Linked DNA regions of Mus musculus: regions 2 and 3 are each linked to region 1. A link is a contact called in public promoter capture Hi-C data. All regions are on one chromosome and are shown on one strand. Each heading gives the region's core, a stretch centred on a gene start, on an enhancer-like site or on the middle of the called end of the contact. The rest is flanking DNA. Distances are from core to core; before and after follow the strand shown.

Region 1 (4,818 bases), core at 1,542-4,041:
TGTGGCTATAGGATTTGGGTCAGTGGCCTTTCTCCTTGCATTTGAGGGATTAACAAGAGACACAAGCATACCCCATCCCAGATACAGCCCAATAAACACAGGACTCTTTATTAAAGCCTTTTGCATATGATAAATAAGATAATTAATGGTTTCATTATGGTTATGATATTTCACGCACGCTTACAATGTTCATCGTATTCACCCTTTCTTGCCCCCCCCCCCCACTGATCTGCTGCTTCTTCTTTTTTTTTTTTTTTTTTTTTTTTGGTTTTTCGAGACAGAGTTTCTCTGTGTAGCTCTGGCTGTCCTGGAACTCATTTGTAGACCAGGCTGGCCTCGAACTCAGAAATCTGCCTGCCTCTGCCTCCAGAGTGCTGGAATTAAAGGCATGCGCCACCACGCCCGGCGATCTGCTGCTTCTTAATTACTCTCTCTTCTACTTTCATCTCTCAGTGTATAACAATGGATTTCATGAGGGTTGCTTACAGGAGCATGGGTGGGAGTTATTTGAAGGAGCACAAGCATTGCCCCAGAGGCTACATGACTGAAGAAAACGTCTTTCTCTCTCCAGCATCCATTAACTTGCCCATAGGTTCTCTCAGAGGGGTGAGGCCTCCCAAGGACCTCCCTGCTCCATGACAGATATTGACCAGTCCAATGCATCTGGCCAGGAGTCACAGCTGCTGTTATGGCTCCGACTTTACCCCTTACTGTAGAGATGCAACAAAGAGCACAGTAGTCTTGATATCTGGACCACCAGCTAGTCAATGACCACCATAATCTTTACACCCTGTTTCTCGGACTTAACTGGCCATCCATTGTTCCACATACCTCATATTGATGGGCTGTTTGTTAGTCCCTTCCACAGCTAACATCATGCCTAACATGACCACAACAACAGTCTGGTCTAAGGAAGAGCTCTCTCCCTCCCCCGGGCCATAGCTAAGGGTGGTAAGAGCTTCACCGAGACCCAGGAGTTCAGTTCTTAATGCTGAAAAAGCAAAGCACTCAGCCTGGGGCATTGGTGTTTTCCTGGCTCTGGATTAAGACTCAGGTCAGAACTTTTGCATTGATCCTCTTGCTCTGGGGGCTTCAGGGTTTGACCAGTGCTAGGCCGTAAGCAATCCTGGCTGTTCAACTATCTGAGAGTAGAGCTTGGGTCTTTGGCCTTCTTAGTTGTATGGACTATTGAGATCTGCCTGTCTCTGCCTCCCAAGTGTTGGGGTTAAAGATCCGGGCCCCCATGGCCATGGAACCAATGCTTTTTATTAAACTTCTTCGCACATACTCTCACACTCCAGGTTCTCGTTCCCTGGAGAATCTGAGTAATACTGGGGGTAAGTGTGTTTTAAAGGACCAACTAAGCTGGGGAGGGGGTGGTGGCTGGTGGTGGCTGTGGTGTGGGCCTTTAATCCCAGCACCCAGGATGTAGAGGCAGGTGGACCTCTGAGTTTGAGGTCAGACTGGTCTACAGAATGAGTTCCAGGACAGCCACAGCTACATAGAGAAATCATATCTTAAAAACCAAACCAAACCAAACCAAAACATCAACTAAGTTCACCCAAAGTGTGGTTTGAGATGTCTCAGGAAATTTGATTTTCAAAACAAAAAAGGAAATTGTGAGATATAAATAAGGAAGATAATCTGTAAGGTGTGTGGATTAATTGAAAGTTGACTATAAACCAAGTAGAATAATATCTTTATACAGAAATTCCTGGATGTATTAAGGTAATATTTGTAAACAGACTTTATGCTTAAAGATATGAGATAGCTCTAACCTACTGAATAGTAATGAAAACACTAGCAATGGTGAGTATTATTTTAACACCCAAAGCCCCTGGGCACTGTTTTTTTAGAAAACTCCTCAGACTATTAATGAGATGGCTGAAGTGGTAAAGTGACTGCCACAAAAGCATGCAGACTTGAGCTCAGTCCTCAGCAGCCACATAAAAACAAACAAAACCAAAAACCTGGCTGTTAATGGTGTATGATTGTAATCCCAGCCCTGGGGAGACAGAAGCAGGCAGACCCCTGGGGCTCACTTGATCAGGCTGGCTACCTTAATTGCTGAACCCCAGATGCCAGTGAGATAACCCTATCTCCAAAAACGGGTCAGCTGTCTCCTGAGGAGCAACATCCAAGTTCACCTATAAATGAATGAGCGCACATTTGTGTATCCACGCATCTACCATTTGTTGGGTGTGCCTTCTAGTAAGTACTTATTACTTAACTCTAATATGGTCTACACCACACTTCTTTTCTTGTATTGTTTTGTTTTGTTTTTCGAGACAGGGTTTCTCTGTATAGCCCTGGCTGTCCTGGAACTCACTTTGTAGACCAGGCTGGCCTCAAACTCAGAAATCCGCCTGCCTCTGCCTCCGGAGTGCTGGAATTAAAGGCGTGTGCCACCACACCCGGCTTTAGACCACAATTCTTGCTGGTCTCACAAGGTCACTTGACCTTCGGAATGCAGCGGTCACTGGCAGCAATTCCAGACCTTTCTGTCCTCGCTTTTCTCATTAAGCTTAGCTCTCCTCCCAGCGTACTGCACAGATACCTATTCGGCGCTACAGAAATCCGGGCCAGCAGGTCTCTATCTTGGCTCCGAAGGGCGCCGCGACACGGCTGAATTGGATAACAAAGTCCTCAAACTGCTCCACCTCGCCCTGAATAAGACCTTAGAGAGCAGACCTCAGGACCAGAACAGAAGCGCTGCTCCAAGCCCCGCCCACAACGCCCGTTCCGCCCACAAAGGCCCCGCCCACAAAGGCCCCCAGACCGGCGTGCTTTGCGCCTGCTCAGTCCGGCGCGGGAGCGGCGTGTTCTAAGGTTGCTACCGAGGTAAGCTCTCCTCTTGGCTGTGAGTTCTCTTATGTCCAGCTTCCGGGTTCAGTCATGTTCCGGTTGTTGGAAGCAGCCCGGTATGTGTCAGGGCGGAATCACATTGAGAGCTCTTCTAAAGCCAGAGCCTACACCTGCTTCTAGGCCAACTGCGAGACTCAGAGGCCGACCCGGGAGAGGTTGTTTTTGTTTTTGTTTTTTGTTTTTTTTTTTGTTCCCTTCCAAGGACCCTGTCTTTTCTAGCCTCAGTTTCCTCTTGGAAAGAATGAGTTAAATGAGTGATACAGAACCCTACGTTTTGTTTACAGTAGTACATTGCTAATCAAACGCTTCGCGGAGATAGGAATAAAGTGAAATTTCATCCAAAGAGAAATAACAGTCATAGTGACATAATCACAGACGAAATAAGGTGCCCAGAATATTCAAAAGTGCGCCTGTGAGACTTTGTCTCAAAAAAAAAACCACCACCAATTAACTTTAAAAACAATATTAACTTTGCTAATGAGTGAGGTGGATGGTCTGTTTGGTCTGTTTGTGTATATATAATAGATAACATTTTTAAGGTGAACAGCTTGCTATGAATCTCTAACGGCCCGTGATCAAATACCGAACCTTTGCTATCAGTGGTTAGCCTGCCAAGAAAAGTGTCTCATGAGGAATGACCTGAACAACAGGAGTTTATTTTTTCTTAGTTCCAGAGCTGGAGGTCCAAGACTCAGGTGTGGCCAAGCTAGGCTCCCTGGGTATTTCAGCAAGGCTAACAAATGGCCATCTTACCCCTGGATCTTCATGTGGTATTTTTTCTGTATGTGTCCGGATCTGAGCTCGAAAGCAGTGAGATCTGAGTATTGCTATCCCACGAACCTTCCGTTTCTATTTCAATGATAGGCCGAAGCTCCAAATACAGCCACCTCGTAAGATAATGGAAATGTGGCTCAACCATGGGAGCTTGGTGGAAGTAGGGACACTAGGCAGCATGTGACACTGCCACTTGTGGTTTTGGCCAATAAACCTGTCCAGCTGCATCCCTTTTCACAGCTGGAAATAAACTGTTGTGGTATGGGCTCTGAAGTATGATTTTTTTTTTCTTAGACTGACTGAATCCAGTGAATTCTCTGTGTCCTCAGACTCTATATTTGGTGATACCACCAGCTACATATCAAAAAATGTTTTGGAAGGAAAATTTGTATCTGTACTGAACATGGCTTTATTTTCTGGCCTTTAATTCCTAAGCAATATAGCATCACAAATTACAAATGTAGTGTTTGCATTGTAATAGGTTCTGTAATAACAAATACTAAGCCTTTTTGTAAGAGATGAGCATGTGAGGATCTTGGAATGTTTGTATCTTGAATCTAATCCTCTAAGGATATGCACATATAGTATTTATGTATAAATGTGTGCGTTTAAATATTCCCTGTGTTTATTAGTGTTACATGTATTTCCTAGTACAGTTGGCTGTCTGTGTCCATGCATATTCAATCAGCCAAGAACTGAAAATATGCAAGCAAAACTGTGTCTGCTGAGCAGGCAGACATTTTAGTCGTAGTCTAGCTCTATATGTAGTCTTGTGTTGTAGTGGGTATTATAAGTAGTATGGAGATAACTTAAAGTATGTGAGAGGTGGGTATATATATATATATATTTTATGAGAGCTCATATGCAAATGCTATGCTATTTATATAAAGCAACTGATGGTCTTTGATTTTTGGTATCTGTGGGGATCCTGGAAGTAAACCCTTGTAGCCACTGAGGGACAGCTGTATACGCAGTGCTCTCAGAACTGTGTCTAGCATACAGTAGGTGATTAAACATGTGAATCCTAAGTCAGTTAGAGAGTCACTCTAGGATGAGTGGTGGTTGGAGAGAGGCTGTCGAATACTTAGTGCTGTGTCTAGCCATGGCAATACAGCCATTGCCAGAGGATGTCCACCACTGTGAGACACTGAAATGTCCTCTCTGTATTTACCCATCACA
Region 2 (4,818 bases), core at 841-3,340, 1.6 Mb after region 1:
CCAAATGTTGCTGCTGGAGCCACTGTCCTTGTGTCTACCACATCCTGAACTTGGGTTTTTGGAAACTTTCTCAAAAGGTACTTGAAGAAAATGGCAGCCATGGAAATTTGGTCAAATGATGACTTAAAGCAGACCCTGGTGGTCCATGCTTGTCATCCCAGCATTGGGGAAGTGGAGGCAGGAAGATCGGGAGGTTCATGGCTGTCCTTAGCTTCGTAATGAGTTAAACACTAGCCTAGTTAAGACCCTAATTAATAAAAAACAAGGAAGTGGCCACTCCAAGGTATGGTTGAGAAGGGTTTATTGTAGATATGAAGCTGACAACAAGAGGAGAGAGAGGTGGGAGAGTGAGAGAGGAACAGAAGAGGAGGTGCAAGGACTGGGAGATGAAGAGAGTGTGTAGCCACATTTTTTTTTTTTTTTATAGGGAGGAGAAAGTAGGGGAAGAGAAGCTGAAGCCCAGGCCCTGGGAGAGGTTTGGGGTAGGGGGCTGGTGAGAAGTGTTGGGAGGAGCCAAAGGTTCTGAGATGTGTTTCTTTGAGATCTAACATATTCTTTACCAAAACAAAACAGAAGAACACAAAAGAAGGGATTGGCTGTTGGAATAGAAAAGCTTTAAGATCAAAAGAATCCCTTCTCCCATGCTTAGCAAGGTATCTAAATTCTAAATTCCAGTGAAAGGTAAAGGGCACTTACAATATTCTTTCAAAAAAAAAAAAAAAGCCCACAAGCCTGGCAGTGGTGGCACATGCCTTTAATCCCAGCACTTGGGAGGCTGAGGCAGGCAGATTTCTGAGTTCGAGCTGAGGCAGGCAGATTTCTGAGTTCGAGGCCAGCCTGGTCTACAGAGTGAGTTCCAGTACAGCCAGGGCTACACAGAGAAACCCTTTCTCGACCCCCCCCCCCAAAGAATATTTCTTACTAAGTTATGAGGAAACTGGGTCCAGAACATGATCAAAAACAGTTCCTGTACAAGTGGGTGTCTTGGCTAGTTCCTGCTCCTTCAAAGAATGGTTCTTTTGTAGTTAAAATAGATTTTCTGGGCTGGGGGAGAGTATGAGACTGTCCATCAAAGATTACACATTTATTTACTTGGTGTGTGTGTGAGTGTAGTGTGTGTGTTTGAAGAGGACAACTTGTGGGAGTTGGTTCTTTCCTTCCATCAGACTGTCAGTCTTGGTGACAAACCTTTAACTGCTAAAGTTTGTCAATCTCTCCCTTTCGATGGTTAAGAGCCCTCACGCCACCACAGACGATACTCTTTCAAAGAAATAACAGGAAGTACTCCATCCAAGCTCATTCAGAAAGTGCACTCGGTGATCAGGTGGAGAAGCAGCTGGCAGGAGCTACAAGGTGAACTCTGGCCTCTTCAAGACTGCTCAAGACCAGAGAGATCTTCATGATACTCATTGGGAGGATAGGATAGCTGTGAGGCAGATCATGTACAAGGACTTCAAAGCCCTGAAGCACGTTCATAGCTGAAGTGTAGTCCCTGGTTGAAGGTTACAGTAACACGCTTTTCTTTTCTTTTCTTTTTTTTTTTTTTGGTAGATTTATTTATTTTATGCATATGAGTACATTGCATTTCAGACACACCAGAAGACGGCATTAGTTCCCATTATGGATGGTTGAGAGCCAACATGTGGTTGCTGGGAATTGAACTCAGGACCTCTGGAAGAGCAGTCGATGCTCTTAACCGCTGAGCCATCTCTCCAGACCCGAAGATAATATTTTTATTCATTAATATTTATTTAGATTATAGTCTTTTATTATTTTTCATTTATCGGATTACATTCTCTCGCCATTCTTCCCCATTCAGTTTATGCATGCTCTTTGTTGAGCAGACAGAAGTATAACTTCCCTCCCTTGCTTGAAGTACACAGATAACATGGATAAGCAAACCGCGCCACTCGCTGGCCCCGCCTTCTACGAGCCAAGTGTCCCTAAGGACCCCCCCCCCGCCCCCCCAACCGGCTGTTTTCCTAGATGCCTATCTGCGAATCCCCACCTCCTTAATTGGAGCTGCCTATCAGCCGGCCTACGGCCACGGGCCACTGAAGCCCCTACGTAGGGCTGTTTCCGGAGATGCCTACGTGCGGGCGGCAGGCGAGGCTCGGCCCTGCCGTCGGGATTCTGGGCAAGAGCGCGGCACGGGACTGTGCGCGCGGCGCTTCAGGCATTGCGGCGGGCAGCCCGGGCTCCGGTGCGCCGCGGGTGTGGGAAGACCCCGGCGCCAGCCTTGGCGCAAGGGCTAGTGGACGCGGCAGTGGCGACGGCGACGGGCGTTGCGAGCGAGTCCGCTACTTGTTTGTGGGTCGTACTTCTTCGGCGGTGCTCCGGTGCTGACTGATTGTAGGGCAGCCAGCGCCATGTCTGTGAGCGAGATCTTCGTGGAGCTGCAGGGCTTTTTGGCTGCCGAGCAGGACATCCGAGAGGCGAGCCCCCTTCCTCCCCATCTCCTTTTTTTCTTTTCCTAGCCAGGCTGGTCCAGTTGGCCTGGTCCTGCTCGGTCTCTCGTTTTCAGGCCCGATGGGTTTAGGTTAGGCCGCCTCTTGGTTCCGGATTCGACTTCTCAGCGTCATGTACCTCTTAGAATATCACCTTTCCTAGTTCAGTATTCCAGTCCCAGGCTCGGTTAACGCCCGTGGCTAACCAGCACATCTTTTCTATATTGGCTGCTGGTATTTTTTTTTTTTTAAATAGCACTTGCGGTCTTTCTTTAAGCAAAAAGCTCTTCTGTAGCTTCTCATCCCGCATAAAAAATTTAAAAAAAATCTAGATTCTCCGGTGGCTCACAAGGTCTCTTTCCCCGCTCTCCTTTTATTTACACTCGTTACTGTGTGTGTGTTTAAGTTAACTTTTTATTCGTCTAATGCTCCAGATATTGCTCTGTCTGAGGACCCTTGGTTGTATTATCTGCTTTTGCTGGAATTAGTTTATTTTCTGCTCTCTGGCTGTTTTCCTTTTGCGCGTGAGACAGGATCTTGATGTGTAGTAGCCTTGGGTGACCTCGAACTCGAACCTGTAGCCTTCAGCGTTTTCAGTGCTGAAATTAACACGTGCAAAATTTATAGTCCTTATTTTGACTGCTTTTCTGTTAGCTCCTAAAATCGTGAGAAATTGAGAAAAAAAAACCCATTTATCCGTCCTATTGCTAGAAGGAGTTGCTTGCGTCTCTGATGTTTGCATAATGCCCATAACTAAATGTGCTCAGAGAATGTGTGCAAAATGAATGAATGAAAATCAGTCACCACTTTGTATTTAAGTTTTTGTTCTATAGAGAACATTTACATTGTCAGTTATTCATTTATATAGTGTCTCAGTTGGGTTCTTGAGCAGGTGGCTATTTTTCTTTCACGGCTACTTGTAGAATTTGAGGCTTTTTTAGCAGCTCCTTGAGTTGTGACAAGAAGAAATTACTGGAAGAGTTTGGATTCACACCTGAAGAATCCCTTCTTGTGAAAGTCTGAGAGCTGTGACTGAATGTGAGGGTGTGGTAGCATGTTTGTAGGCGACTCTGCTGAAGATTACACTGACCTTATCTGGCTTTTGTTTTTAATTCTCTCTAGGAAATACGAAAAGTTGTACAGAGTTTAGAACAAACTGCTCGAGAGATTTTGACCCTACTTCAAGGGGTCCACCAGGGTACTGGATTTCAGGACAGTAAGTTTTTTTGCTTTGATGTTTGAAAAAATTTTTAAATTTTTTTGTCCAACATATCACTCTTAAGTCCATTAAAAGGACATACTGAGTACACTTTTGTCATTTATTGTGAGGAGTGTTTATTATGCTTTTATTTATTTATTATTGTGAGTGAAAATTGGAGAATAGGGGTTTGGTCATTTTGAGGATTTACGATATTCTTGATATTTTGGTTGCTTTTCCATGTGTGTATAGTGTGGTTTAAATAGGAATGTTGTTTTGCTATGTTAGTCTATTGGTGTGTGTGTGTGAGAGAGAGAACGGGAGTCTTGCTTTGTTGCCCAGGCTGTGTTGAGTTGTGTTCCTCTCACCTGAACCTCAGACTTCAGTGAGTTTCATTACAGTTGGCACATGTGAGTCTTTGTGTGTATTTTAATGAATGATTCTAATGATTGAATGCCTTTTTTTCTTTAAATTTTTTTTCTATTTTTACTTTCTTTTTTTGAATGCCTTTTAATATACATTTGTAGATAATAAAGTGCCAGGTATAAAATGTTTTAAAATTCATGTTTATAGTCAGCCCTTTGTTGAGATTCTAATATGTCAAGTTAGACATGAATCCCTTTGTACAATGCAGCCAGCATAGCTGAGAGCTGAAGTTATTTTCTGATACACAGCTTACAGGTTACCAAGGCAAGTCATTTATGCAATGATGTAAAATTTATCAATCTGAGAATAGTCAGTAAAGTTCTTTTTTTTTTTTGACCATGGGAGGTAGAAATAGTCTTGATTTTTGGTGTGTGAGGACTTACAGGAAAAGTAGCTGAGGACTAATGGCCTCAGATTTCAAGGTGATTAATGCCCACATAGACTCCATAGATGATTTAGCAAGAACTACATTGGCAATTTGGTAAGTTTTTCATTATTAAATTTTGTTATCTTTTATGATCAGTTCCAAAGAGGTGCTTGAAAGCGAGAGAACATTTCAGTACAGTAAAAACACATCTCACGTCCCTGAAGACCAAGTTCCCCGCTGAGCAGTATTACAGGTTTGTAAGAAAAACAGTGCTCATTTAGAGCATTATATTTTTGTTTAAAGAAAGGAGAAATAGAGGTATTGAATAATTATGAATTAGTGACTTCTGCTTACGAATAGGCAGAAGTCTTTGTAGAAAT
Region 3 (4,818 bases), core at 1,071-3,570, 1.5 Mb before region 1:
AGGGATTCAAAACCTGACCAGCAGGAGTTAACTGGATTAGTGAGAGCCAGGTGACAGCAATTTTGTTTTGTCTTTTAAGAAAGGGTCTCCTGTGGCCCAGGGTTGGCCTTCTCCATTCCTCTATGTGGACAGTGACCTTGCATTCCTAGTTCTCTTGCCTCCCCAGTGCTGAGATTACAGGCACCCCACCCTCACTGTTCACTGTGCTGGGGACAGAACCCAGAGCTCAGGCACATATGTAAGCACTCTGCCCTAAACCCTCGGTATTTGGAGCTTTTCAACTTTATACTCATGCTAGCTTTTAGCCTTTATATCTTTTTTTTAAGTCTATATCTGTGTGCACACTATAACAGTCATTTTGGTCTTTCTGTGTTTTGCTTTTTCTTTTTTGAGACAGGATCTCACTATGTATGCCCACCCCTCTCATCTCCCTACCCACAGCTGCTCCAGAACTCACGATGTAGAACAAGCTAGAAAAGAGTAACAAATCAGACCCAGCCTCCTGGCTATCTATGAGGAGTCACACCTACTCATGAAAGTGGTGTGTTTATTACTTTTAGAAAAACTTCCACTAGTTTGAAGGAACTAGGGTAGAACTGGAAGCCCTACACAGGACTCCATAGCAGACGGCCAAGAAAAGCCTTAAAGCTGCAACAATAGCCCAGCGCTTGCCTCACGACATGAGGATCAGAGTTCAATCTCCAGGACCCATATAAACACACCAGCCATGGTACTGTGCACTTGTAATCCCAGGGACAGAAAGATCCCTGGGTCTCACTGGCCAACCAATCTAGCCTATTGGGAAGTGCCAGGCCAATGAGTACTTGTCTCAAAGGAGGTTTTCAGCATTCATGAGGGTGACATGGGAGGCTCTATTCTGACCTCCACACATGCTCACATATGCACTTCATCATACAGAGAGAGACAGACAGAGAGAGAGAGACAGACAGACAGAGATTTTTACATGGCAAAGAAAATCTGAACTATTACAACCCAGACCCCATGAAACTTTACCTAACCCAGGGCCACACATACCCACCCTTCATCACCTGGACACAGAACACTTCGACTCTGTAATGAGTAGGATGAAGATGTAACAGAAGGATTTGTGAGGGGCACGGGGAAGCAAGATCGGCGCAGCTGAATAAGAACGGGCACTAGGCACAGTGTCAAATAGGCACACCACACCTCTGCCAAAGCCTGCCTTCCAGCCTTAGAAAGAGATCCAGGTGCCTTAGAGGTGTTCCCTAATTCTCTCTGGAAACTGGGACTCTTCTCTAAGCTCAGAGCTTTGAGTAAAGCAACTAGGAGGACAACTGGAAATCCCACAGCCAAGCTCTAACGGTAGCCCACCGTTAGAGAGTGGTTGCACTTTTCTTCCCAGCCTACGTGGTAGTCCTGTTCATAGGATCGAATGAGTACTGGCTGAGTACTCGACTAAACCATTTCTGAAAAGGTCCTCCCTCCTTAGAACACGCAGCATGTTCCTGTCCCGACACAGGCACCACAGGAGAGAGTGTCCTCAACTCTGTCATCACCCTGATGTGCGCAGAGCTTCCAAACTTCCTTCACCCTCCCCGGCCCGTGGGACGGGGGGAGGGGCAGGAGGCTACAAGCCGGGTAGGTAGCGTGCCTTCCTGACAAAAGGGAATGAAAGGCTGGCCACATGGGTCCCGCAGAAGGTGTGTGTCCCAAGGTCACCGCCCCCTGCACACCGGGAGCAGGACAGTCCCACCGCTCATCTCGTGACTGCTGAGACTCCTAAGCGCAGCAGCCTTGGCCCGGGGGAAGCCAGTCTCGCAATGTGAGGGGCCTCCAGACAACCCGAGATAGGAATTCCCGGGGACCTCGTGATGTGTGAGGTTGCATCTGGGCCGGGATCTGGATGTTTCCTCTGTCCCCAGAGGACCCAGGAACCCTTAAGTTTGCACCCAGCGACACGATGCACCCTGGCACGCCGGGGGACCAGTCAGCTGCCCCTCCAGGGTACCTAGGGCCCGCCTTGGGACAGACACACCTGAGCAACCATAGACAGTGTCCCCGCCACCCCAGGCTGGTCCCTGCCCGCCGCCCTGGGCTCGGCCCTCTCTCCCCAGCAACCCCAGGGTGTCAGGGACAGAGGTCCTCACCTCCGGGAGTCCCTGGCCCTCTGGCCCCTTGGGTAACCCCATGATCCAGATGCGCTGATGTGGAGCCGGAGAGAGCGGGCCCTACAACCGAACTGTGATCCGGGTGGGGTGCAAAGCGGAAACTTCCTTCACAGGAGCTGACACTACCACAGCAGGTCGGAGAACCGTGGCCCCGCGGAGCATGCGCACTAGTGCTGAAGCGAGGAACCACTGCGCCTGCGCAAGGACAGCCAGCACTGCTGGGCGGGGCTGGATCCCGAGTAACCGATCCTCCCCTCAGAGGAGGTGCTGAACTCAAGATTCCTCCTAAGGTACTTTTTCTTTCTTTTAAAAATGTTTCTCTTTCTTTTTCTTTTTTCTTTTCCTACTTTTTCCTTTCTTTCCTAAGTTTTCTTAAAATGCTTTCTTATTGTTCCTCTTTTTTTCTTTTTTTTTTGTTCCTTGAGACAGTGTCTTAGCCAGCCTGGCTTAGCACTTCCTAAGGATGACTTTGTTCCCCTATAGTTTATAGGAATGCGCCACCATGATCAGTTCCTTTTTTTTTTTTTTTTTTTTTTTTTCGTTTACAAAGTAGCACGTTTCCTTATGGCATTTTCATATATCCTTAGTTTTACTTGAACACCCACCCTCTTTTCTCTACCATCTCCTTGCCGGTCCCTTCCCTTCTTAAATCCTTCTACCTCTAGTATTTCTCCCTTCAACTGTTATATCACCAGAGTTCTTTTAACTATTCCCACTTTCTAGTTTCTTGGCCTTCACGGAGCTTCTTAAAAGCTATTTCCCTGTGTCGTGAGGATCTCTTGCCTTCTGGCTCCCTTTCCTTTCCCTGGGTATCAGATTCTGAGTTTGGTTCTTTCCAAGCCTGGCTTGGACAGCTCCCAGCTCCTGAGTCAGTCCCAGCTAAGACCCAGTTCCAGCCATGTTTAACACACTCTTGTGCCAGCTATTAACATGTGGACCTGGGGACAGAGAACTCAAAAAGAGATCATTACATTTGTTCCTTCCTAGTCTCTGCATTTTATTTCCAGGAAAATTTTGTTTTGGAAAATAATCCTCACCCATCTCATCCTGACACCCTGCATCTTTCTGGGGACATGTTTTGTAAAATGCAGAGTCCGGTGATCACATACGATTAGCTGCTGTACCACTTATGCAATGTGCCCCTTGTCTGTCCCAGAGGATGGCAGCTATACAAAAGGGTTGTCTTTTTCCTGCCAGCCCAGCACCTGCTGCAGAACAGCTTACCAGCCTATTTTCATTTTGTAAGAGATGGAGGCAGAAGTGACATGAAGTCTTCTGCTGTAGGAGAGATCTTTACTGAAGGACGGGTGGAAAACTGGAAAAACATATGCTTCTTGCCATTAAAGAGGTTTTGTGTTTGCTTCCTTTCTTCCTCTTAATATCTCTGATAACTTTTGATTGTTTTTTCTTAGATTTATTATTTTATTTTAGGTGTATGACTGTTGTGCCTGTATGTATGCCTACATACCATGTGCATGCCTCTGGCTCAAAGAAATTCGAGGGTATGAGGTTCCCCTGGTACCTGAATTACAGAAAATTATGAGCTATCTCATAGCCACTGGGAATCAAACCTAGGTCCTCTGTAAGAGCAGTAAGAGCTCTTAACTACCAAGCCATCTCTCCAGCTTCTATGATAGCAATTCTTGGGACCATGACTAGGGCAACTCTTTTTTTTTTGGGGGGTGGGTCTCTGTATAGCCCTGGCTGTCCCAGAACTCACTCTGTAGACCAGGCTGGCCTTGAACTCAGAAATCTGCCTGCCTCTGCCTCCAAGCTTTGGGATTAAAGGCGTGTGCCACCACGCCCGGCCTCTAGGGTAACTCTTATAAAGGAAAGCATTTCATTGGGGCTGGCTTACAGTTTCAGGGGTTTAGTCCACTATCATCATGGCAAGAAGCATGGAAGTATGCAGGCAGACTTGGTCCCAGAGGAGCCAAGAGTTCTACATCTTGATTTGTAGGCAGCAGAAGACTGTGTGCCACACTTCATGTAATTTGAGCATAGGAGACCTCAAAGCCTGCTTCTACCATGTCACACACATTTCCTCCACCAAGTCCACACCTATGGCAATAAGGCCACACCTAATCTTGCCACTCCTTATAGTCAAGCATTCAAAGAAATGAATCTATGAAGGCCATTCCTATTCAAACCACCACAGTCTGAAATGAACTACAATCCAGAAGTAGAGAACACACCTGGGAGAGATTTTTCTGCTTGGTCTGAAGTGGGTGAATCCAGTTCCGGTCCAGACCTTTGAGACAGGAAGACACAGCCTTTGACCTGGATCTTGAGGCAGGAAGACACACCTTTAGTATGGGCCACGCCTGTTGCTGGAAGTCTATATAAAGACATAGAAGAAAGGTTTCTGGTTTTTTTGCCTGACTGTTCTCTCACCATGCTAGCACATCCATTTCTTCACTGTCATTAGAACCTACTCTGGGACAACATGTAAACTGAAGACCAGCCGAGACATCCAGCCTTGTGGAACCGAGCAACTTCTGAATTCTTGAACTTTCTGTTCACAGCCAGCGGTTGTTGGATTAGCTAGACTGCAGCCTGTAAGTCATTCCAATAGATCCAATGACTCTCCACAGAGATTAGTTCTATAAGTTCTGTTACTCTAGGGAGCCCTGACTGGTACAGCTCCTATACCTGAAGTCTTCAAAAA

The links. Promoter capture Hi-C pulls out the DNA fragments that hold promoters and counts their contacts. Capture Hi-C pulls out chosen DNA fragments and counts their contacts.
Region 2: a contact with region 1 is called in a promoter capture Hi-C map of adipose tissue, with 2.9 times the contacts expected there. The contact joins the promoter of Tsn here to the promoter of Tmem177 in region 1. A contact is called at or near these places in 2 of 39 promoter capture datasets (hippocampal neurons and pre-B cells) and 2 of 9 other capture datasets (adipose tissue and liver).
Region 3: a promoter capture Hi-C map of pre-B cells shows a contact between it and region 1. The contact joins the promoter of Ccdc93 here to the promoter of Tmem177 in region 1. A contact is called at or near these places in 1 of 39 promoter capture datasets (pre-B cells), 2 of 484 Hi-C or Micro-C datasets (CD4 T cells and CD8 T cells), 1 of 115 datasets of contacts at active chromatin or transcription factors (large pre-B cells) and 2 of 9 other capture datasets (adipose tissue and liver).

The regions. Positions count from the first base shown.
Region 1 is chr1:119,911,156-119,915,973 of GRCm38.p6, reverse strand. It overlaps Tmem177 (transmembrane protein 177), which reads left to right and starts at 2,791. Exons shown (of 2, transcript NM_175106.4): 1 at 2,791-2,841. The region is part of intron 2 of Gm28209 (a long non-coding RNA gene); the gene reads right to left.
Region 2 is chr1:118,308,618-118,313,435 of GRCm38.p6, reverse strand. Tsn (translin) reads left to right here and starts at 2,090. Exons shown (of 6, transcript NM_011650.4): 1 at 2,090-2,435; 2 at 3,570-3,663; 3 at 4,595-4,691. The coding sequence starts at 2,370.
Region 3 is chr1:121,428,569-121,433,386 of GRCm38.p6, reverse strand. Ccdc93 (coiled-coil domain containing 93) reads right to left here and starts at 2,320. Exons shown (of 24, transcript NM_001025156.2): 1 at 2,130-2,320. The coding sequence starts at 2,171. Gm35243 (a long non-coding RNA gene) reads left to right here and starts at 2,319. Exons shown (of 2, transcript XR_387343.4): 1 at 2,319-2,440; 2 at 3,158-4,818.